2 separate regions of the Anser cygnoides genome follow, and region 2 is linked to region 1. A link is a contact called in public Hi-C data. All regions are on one chromosome and are shown on one strand. The core of a region is the stretch at or near the end of the contact, and the rest is flanking DNA. Distances in the headings are between cores, read along the strand shown. Region 1 holds the start of PLXNA4 (plexin A4). Region 2 overlaps PLXNA4 (plexin A4).

The links. A called contact is a pair of places that touch in the nucleus more often than the background predicts.
Region 2: a Hi-C map of liver shows a contact between it and region 1, with 6 times the contacts expected there. The contact joins the enhancer-like site here to the promoter of PLXNA4 in region 1. A contact is called at or near these places in 2 of 7 Hi-C or Micro-C datasets (both in liver).

Annotation. Positions count from the first base shown.
Region 1 is chr1:2,833,535-2,837,347 of Taihu_goose_T2T_genome, forward strand. It overlaps PLXNA4 (plexin A4), which reads left to right and starts at 1,467. Exons shown (of 32, transcript XM_067001227.1): 1 at 1,467-1,718.
Region 2 is chr1:2,869,089-2,872,900 of Taihu_goose_T2T_genome, forward strand. All of the region lies in intron 2 of PLXNA4 (plexin A4), which reads left to right. Among named protein-coding and RNA genes, the nearest start is that of PLXNA4, 36 kb to the left of the region's middle. Within about 2 kb of position 1,318, at least 2 of the 3 cell types and tissues checked have open chromatin away from gene starts, as enhancers often do. A contact at or near this core is called in liver, where this site is marked.

The DNA.
Region 1 (3,813 bases), core at 217-2,716:
AACTGCCAACACCCCCTGAGCATCTCTTCCCTTCCCAAAAGCTGCTCTGCTCTGCTTTTGGCTGGAGGGGAACCCAGGGTCTACTCCGTGGGGCAGCCAGGGCAGCAGCCGGCTGGACACAAAACTCCATCACTATGCACTAACAGCCTTCAAAAAAAAATAAAAAAAAAATAAAAAAAATACTATTATTCCTACTGCTGCCAGGAATTAAGAGAAGACCCGGAGAGCAGAGCAGCCTGCAGCCGCTCTCTAGGATTACTGCTCACCCAAGCTGCGGGATTGATCTTCCTCCGAGCCCCCCCACGCCCGCTCTGCGGGGCTCCCCTCCTCGTTTTGTCCTAGCCGGAGGAGAGCAGCGGGGCACGGGGTGGGGAAGGAGGAGAGATGAGGATGCCAACCAGAGCCGAGATGCCGGGAAGGGTTTTTCTGGGGATGGAGGAGCCAGCAAGACGCGTTTGATTATTCCTTGAGATTATTTTTTTTCTTTCTCTTTCTCTCTTTTTTTTTTTTTTTCTCTTTTTGGGCAGAGACATTTCCCAATTAGCCCAATCAGGCTCGGAGATCCTAGGTGTCAGTAGTGAGTAGGGAGCGAGGGAAGGCACCGGCAGGAATCGAGGCAGAGCAGCCCGAGTTGCTGCCGTGGGAGAGCGGCGGCGGCGCTCGCAGCCCCCGGGCGCGCTCGGAGGCGGCGGCCCCGCTCCTGTCCCCGTCCCCGTCCCCGTCCCCGTCCCCGTCCCCGTCCCCGTCCCCGTCCCCATCCCCTGCAAACTCCGGGACGAGGAAAAGCAGCTTCGGGTCCCCCTCCGGCGACAACCTTCGCCCCCTCCGCTTTCTCCCCTCTCACAGAGGTGGGTGGGCTTGGGGAAAGGAGGAGCAACTGGCCACTCTCTGAAAAAAAAAAAAAAAGAAAAAAAAAAAAAGAGAAACGTAAGAGGATTTTTATTCCCGCTTTTATTTATTTTTTAATAATAATTATTATTATTATCCCTCCCGGGCGTGCTGGGCTGGTGCTCCCACACCTCTCCGAGTATTTCCTTTTTTTGGGGGGGAGTGGGAAAAGAGGGGTGTGTGCGTGTTTGCAAAAGAGCCTGGGTGTCAAAGCCCGCTCGGCAGCCACCATTGGCGAGGAGGAAGGGCTGGCTGGGGAGGAAGGGCTGGCGAGACAGCCGCAGTGCGAGCCCTCCCCGGCGGGCAGGAGGCGGCCGCGGAGCCGGGCATGGCCCCGGAGCGCATCCCCCGCTCGGCTCCTGGGTCCCCCCCTCCGTGCTCGATTTAGAGGCTGGGGAGGGGGGGGGAAGGAAGGGAAGGAAGGGCCGGGGGAAGGTGGGAGGGGGTTGATTTGGGGAAGGAGGGGGGGGGGTGGGGGGGGGTGGGGGGGGAGTGAGAAGTGGAGCTGCGTTTTTTTCTTCTCCCCCCCCCCCCCCCCCCCACTCCCCCCCCCCCCACCCCTCTGGGCGAGCCAGACGCGGTTTGCCCAGTGCAGGGAGAGGGGCTCTCCGCGTTCCGCCTCCGTGGAGTATTTGGGATTGGAGAGAGAGAGAGAGAGACACACGCACACGCACACACACACACACACACACAGACCATCTGCAGTGTCAATGCGGCGCCTGCTCTGAAGACTGAAGTGGGGGGAAAGGAGAGGAAAAAAAAATATATATATATATATTTAAAAAATAATAATAATAAACCCACCCAAAGCAAGCCAGGAGCTTTCCCAGGTAAGGAACCCCCCCCCCCTCGCCCTGCTCGGGAAGCGGGGAGCGGAGGGAGGATGCCCCGGAGGATGCCCCGGAGGGCTTGCGGGGCTGCAGCGGTACCTGCCCTGCACACCTGGGCAAGGCTCCCAGGAGGAGTGTGTTCCCCCCCCCCCCCCCCGGTGCTTTTTTCCACCCCCCCGGGTCGTGGGGAGGGGGTCGGGGCTGTCGGGCAGGGACCCGCAGAGCCGGGGGGGCTCGGGCACGGCCCCTCCGCTGCTCGCAGCTCGGGAGGATGCTCGTGGGGGGTGGCAGCGGGGAGCCCCCGTGTCCCCCACCCTCCACATCCCCATCGAGGGGGGGGTGGTGGAAGCGTTGTTCGCGTGCCCCCCCCCCCCCCCCCCCCTTCCCAAAACCCAGATATTTTGGTCCCCGGTGGCTTTTTTTCCCCAGGCACAAAGCTCAACTTTTCTCCCCCGAGGAAGCGGCTTCAGCGCTGCAACCTGTCCCTAACCACCCCCTCCCCGGCCACCTCAACCCCCCCCCGGGGGGGTTATTCCCCTCCCTCGGTGCCCCAGTGCCTCCCCCGGGCTGGAGGCATTCGCAAACTTTTCCTTCTCCCGACGAGGTTGCAGCTGGACGGGGCTGGAGGCAGAGCCCTTTTCTCGGGGAGGATCGGCCTCCCCCAAAAAAAGGCTGACCGACGGACGGGGGGACAGAGGGGCCACCCCCATCGGGGAACACCGTGTTGGGAAGGGGGGGGATCCCCGCCGTTCCCCTTCCCGCAAGGTGCCGGGGAGTTGGGCTGCCGAAATCCCGGCTGCGGAGTCAGCGCTGTAAAAACCTCCCTCCCTCCCTCCCTCCGTGTGTGTGTGTGTGTGTGTGCTGCAACCGAAACCTGCCTATTGATGCTCCGCGTTTATCAGACATATGCCCCTAAATTATGCAGACAGGGAGAAGTGATCTAAACACCGAGCCGCACATGGTTTCGGTGGAAATATAATACTCCGGCAGCAGATGAGTTCCTCCCAGATAAACAAACCCACTTGCTCAGCCCCAGCAGGGCTGAGCGCTGTTTGGGTTTGGAGTGGCTGCATGTGGCTGCTGCATCCCCAGCCCAGAGGAAACCTGCCTGCTGGAGCCCCATCTGCTCCCCGCTCTGGCAAAGGGACGCAGCCCTCGCCTTGCTGGATTCGGGTGTAGGACCGGCACGACTCTCCTTGGCAGAAGGGACCAGGTGGGAAGCGTGTGGCCGCGCTCCTCTCCCTTCAACTTCCACCCCGCGTCTGGCTCCGCTTCGCCCTGCAGCCTCGCCGCCGGGCAGCCAGCGGCAGCCGTGCCACGGAGCTGGCTGGAAACGCACCTGGGTCTTCCGCGGCTTCCCTCCGGCGCCTGGGATGTGAGGTTTTGGGTATGGGAGGATGATCGGGTCAGGGGGGAGAGCGATGCTGGGAGGGAGGTTTGCACCGGGACCCCCAGGATGCTTTTACTGCAGGGGAACAGTGACGGTGTCAGGGGATTTTTGCAGCCGATGCGACTGCTTGCAGCCTGCTGGGGACTTATCTTGAGCGTGCACCAGCCCTGCACAAATATTTCGGAAGGCATAAGGCGTGCTAACTTATTTTCTTTATCTGTCCTCCGTTTCACCTGGCTCTTGTTTATGGAAGCTGGTTAAATCCGCGAGCGGGTGGGACCAGTGGAGCATGGGGTCTCTGTGATTTTAATTACAGCGTGTGCCTCCCAGTGCGAGATTAGGTGCTTCCTCCCCCTGGCTAAGCCACTGTTTTAAGGTCTCAGGGATGAGAGCCGCATTTCGTTCGTGCTTTGATTGCCTCGGGAAGCGTTTGTGTGTTTGTTTGTGTGCGGGACCCTTCGCCGGAGCTGGGCTTCAAGCGGTGCAACAGATGTGTGCCTGCTTTCCGTGCGCAGCCAGGTTGAAATACTGAACCCCAGCCCTGCCACGAAAGCCTGGGATTTTCTTCCCTCCTCTGCCCAGACCCATCCTCTCGGGGGGTGTCTCCTTTCCTAAAGGACCAGTCCGAGGCTTTTCCTTTCCATCCCATCTTAAATGCGCGGCGCTCGGTGATATCCATAAGATGCAAAATAAATGACAGCCACC
Region 2 (3,812 bases), core at 68-2,567, 35 kb after region 1:
AAAACTCTTAAGCACCTACATAAACTGAAGCTTGCACTTAAGGGCTGTAAACCAGGCTCTAATTGCACAGAGAGGATGATTGCATTTAAGGCATTAAGTGTGGTCCTTGGTATTAAACACCTGTCCTTGAAAGGATACCTCCAGATCAGAAATAACACTGGCTGTCATTAATTGCCTTGTTATCACACCCCCGCCCCGCAGCCTCTCCTTCCAAAATGCATATTGTTTGTGCTGGAATAAAAAAAAATCAAGCCCTGAAAAAAGCTTCCAAGAAGCCATCTACTTCCTTCCCAAACATAAGAGGAAACCCTCTGCCTTTAAGTGGCTGGGTGCCAAACCCGTGCGCGCTGTGCTGTTCCCTCCTGGCTCCTCGCGTCTGCTTGACCCTGCTCATACAAAATGTTCATTGAAGACAGAGCAGGGCCCAAGGCTGCTGACTCGCTGTTGCGTCTGAGATATTTCAGGCTCGGCTCCCTCCCCCCGCCATCAGTCCCATCTCCGGACCGCGCCGGCTGTGCCTCTGTGGCTCAGCATCTCTCAGCATCTCTCAGCATCTCTCAGCATCTCTCAGCATCCTTCCCTGCTCCCGCTGGCCTCCAGGTAGATGCTTCTGCAGGAGAGCGAGGTGCCAGCTTCCACATCGCCGCCTGGGCCGTCTGCTTTGTGCTCCTCGCCGCACGGACGATTGCATTTATTTCTGGGAACCGATCTTTGCTGCTTCCCCTGCCAGCGACCCGGGCTGTTTTCTTCTGTGGTCGAGCCCTGCGGTCACACGTGGCTCAGCCTCGCGTTTTCAGAGGGCTCCATATGATCTCCTCGCGTTTGCTTCCATGCCGGGTGATCAGCTATTTCACAAACCTGACCTCATATTGCCTCACCAGGAGATTGCCTCCCAGGCCAAGGGGAATGCTTATGCAACATTTGGGAAGGAAAAAAAAAAAAAAAAGGATCAAGCAAAACTCAGAAGAATCCTGAAAAAGCCAGAAGCAAAGTGACTGCGTCTCCCTGCATGAGCCTGATGCTATTTAAAGCACCTCCGGACTGGGGGCAGCTGGGGTTTGTACAATAACCATTCTGTTGAGGAGGGGGTCACGGGTATGCTGGATTCAGCGTTGCTTTACAGCCCAAATCCTGCACAGACCCCTTCTCACTTGCCTGATGTGAGTGGAGTTGTCAGGGTGAAAAACAGTGCAGGGTCTGTCTTCGTACTTGGGGAATCAGTGAAGATGTTTAGCCTCTGCGAACAGTCCGATGCACATGTCTGCATTTATTTTATATTCCAGCACACACATAGCATAGGGCATTATTTTTGCCCCAGAAATAACTGTGTTTCCCTGTTTACCTGAATTGCACAGAAGCACGGGTTCCCATTACATCAGGCAGCATTAATACGGATGCTGGGAGTAGCCACTATGAACATGGGGACAAGATATGATGATGGGGACAGGAAAGAGTGTTGTCCCTACAGAGAGATGTCCAGGTCTCCTCTGACCATATTTCTGCCTGAGATGCTCCCAGCCTGGCATCTGCATGGCCGTGCTACAGTGGCATAGGCAGACTCTGGGTAACGTAAAAACAACTTTGGGAGCAAACACGGTGTTTGCAGGGCCGACAGACCTGGCTGGATAGACACGCTCTAATTCGGGATGGAGCTGAGTGTCATGCTCACATCTACCTATGAACCATCCGTCTCTTCAGCTCTAGTCCTTTGCACAGATAAATGTTAGGAAGCGGAAGAGCATGGCCTCACTTTGCTCGCTGAAGTGCAAACCTTTGTTGCATCTTTCTCCCGGAGGTAGCAAATGCTCTCGCATTGATCCCACCTGAGTGTGCACAGTGACGTTTGTATGTGTGTGACGTTGTATCATTACGAGCATCCAGCGAAGACACGGGGTCCCAGAGCTTTCAGCGAGGTTTCAACTTAGAGACCTCTGGGACTGAGACCCTGGGGATGTGGAGCTGAGTAACAAAAGCTGTTCTGGCTCTGCGGCTGTCACGTGTATGTGCTTTATAAAATAGCCATGAAATCCATAAGACCTAAACCCTGCCCTGTGCCACCAGCACCCAGTTGCTTAAATTTAGGAACAAGACACCGTTTCAGCCCAAGTGATTTCTGCTTTATGGTGCAGGTTTTGTGGAGATAATACTTAGAGTAGTTACAGAAGTATTTGAAGCACAGGATATCCAGATATGTAAGTGGTAATGCTGCGGACAGACAGAGAGACCTCTGTTTCCTCCATGCAGTATTGGAGCTGGCATAGCTGATAGAGCATGTGGGTGACATTAGATCAGTAGGAACAACATCGTATTTTCCCTGTTTCAATGTCATTACCCCGTCATTGTCACTGGTCCAAGATATAATGGGATTTGTTCAGCTGATTTATCCTGTAAACAAGCAATATTAGCCAGGCGCATATTCAGCCACAGACAGGGAGTGGGAGAGGCAGAGCAAGGGAGCGTGCAGAAGGGAATAATAAAAATGTGCTGCTCCTAATGAGGGAATGACCCAGCACTCATCAGTGGGTCAGGGCTATTGGTCGGGATCCCGCGCCAAGAAACACAGGGCTGTAATTGTCACGGTGTCCCTGCTTCAGAGGGCCATCGGCTGCACAGGCCTGCTTTCAGCTGCAAAAAAAGATTTGGAAGTTAATGGCTTGAGTGAATTTGTACGCGGCTGACACAAGTGCTCTGAATTCCTCAGCTCCCCAGATCTGCACAGATAGAGGCAGCAAGTGGGAGATTTTTCTTTTCCAGTGCCTGCGCGATGTATTTTTTTGTTTAAATTGATAACCGGGCTTATTTACACTCATTTTCCATCAGATTATAGGACCAGAAACAAGGCGGTTCTCCCTGATACAGATGCGCAGCCTTCGACTCTCCATTATTTAGTGAGCAAGCCGGGGTCTCTTGTACCCAACCCAGCAATTTCCCCATGCTGAAGAGCAACAACAGATACATGTTGTTCGTTACAACACAGCTTACCTTTGCAGGACCACAGTGAGGCTTAATTAATGCTTTTAAGCGGCTCTGGGAGAAGGTGTCGCCTGCATGCAAAGCAGCGTTGTTGTTTAATTTATCTAGCGCTGTTGGTGCGCGTGGCACTTTGCAGCCCAAATGATAATTTCGCCTGTGTAACAAAATAATAATTATAGTAATTGTGATTCAGCGGAGAATGTCTGGTGGTGCCAGCATAGGGGAGGCAGCTGGACTCTATCCGGCAAGGTGCTGGTGTGCGTCACTGGAATTGGAATGAGGGTGTCTGGCAGCTGCCAGAAATGCTCCGTCTCAGCCCAGGTTTAACCATTCTGTTACCAGAAAGTAGCAGGAGATAATGGGTCGGGGGTGAAGATGAACACGAGAGTTTAATGTGGGGAAGGTCTCCTTGTTGGGCATCTCTGTTAGATGGACACAGCTGAGCGAAACACAAGTTATGGCAAGGATGCTCGGGATTACGGAGGCATAGCTGGCAGGGCACAGAGCTCTGTTCTCTTTCACCTCTTTCATCGCTGCTGTTGATGGAATTTGTTATACAGACAACCTTTGGCTTATCACGGAAATCCAATGTCCTTTAGGGGAAAATTGTCCCTCTCCCAAAGGCGTCTTTCTGCCTACACAGAACAACCCTTTTCACCCAGGATTTTCCCTCTGTGACATTTGCTCCCTGGCAGCACCAGGGGAAGTCAGTGATGCTGTGTTTCAGGTGCATAACACAGCTTTGCAGCTGGAATATGTTCTTACAGGAGAGCTCTAGCAGCTTATTTGATCAATACTTCACTTTAGAAAAATCCCCAAATGTTTGTTTACCCAATAGA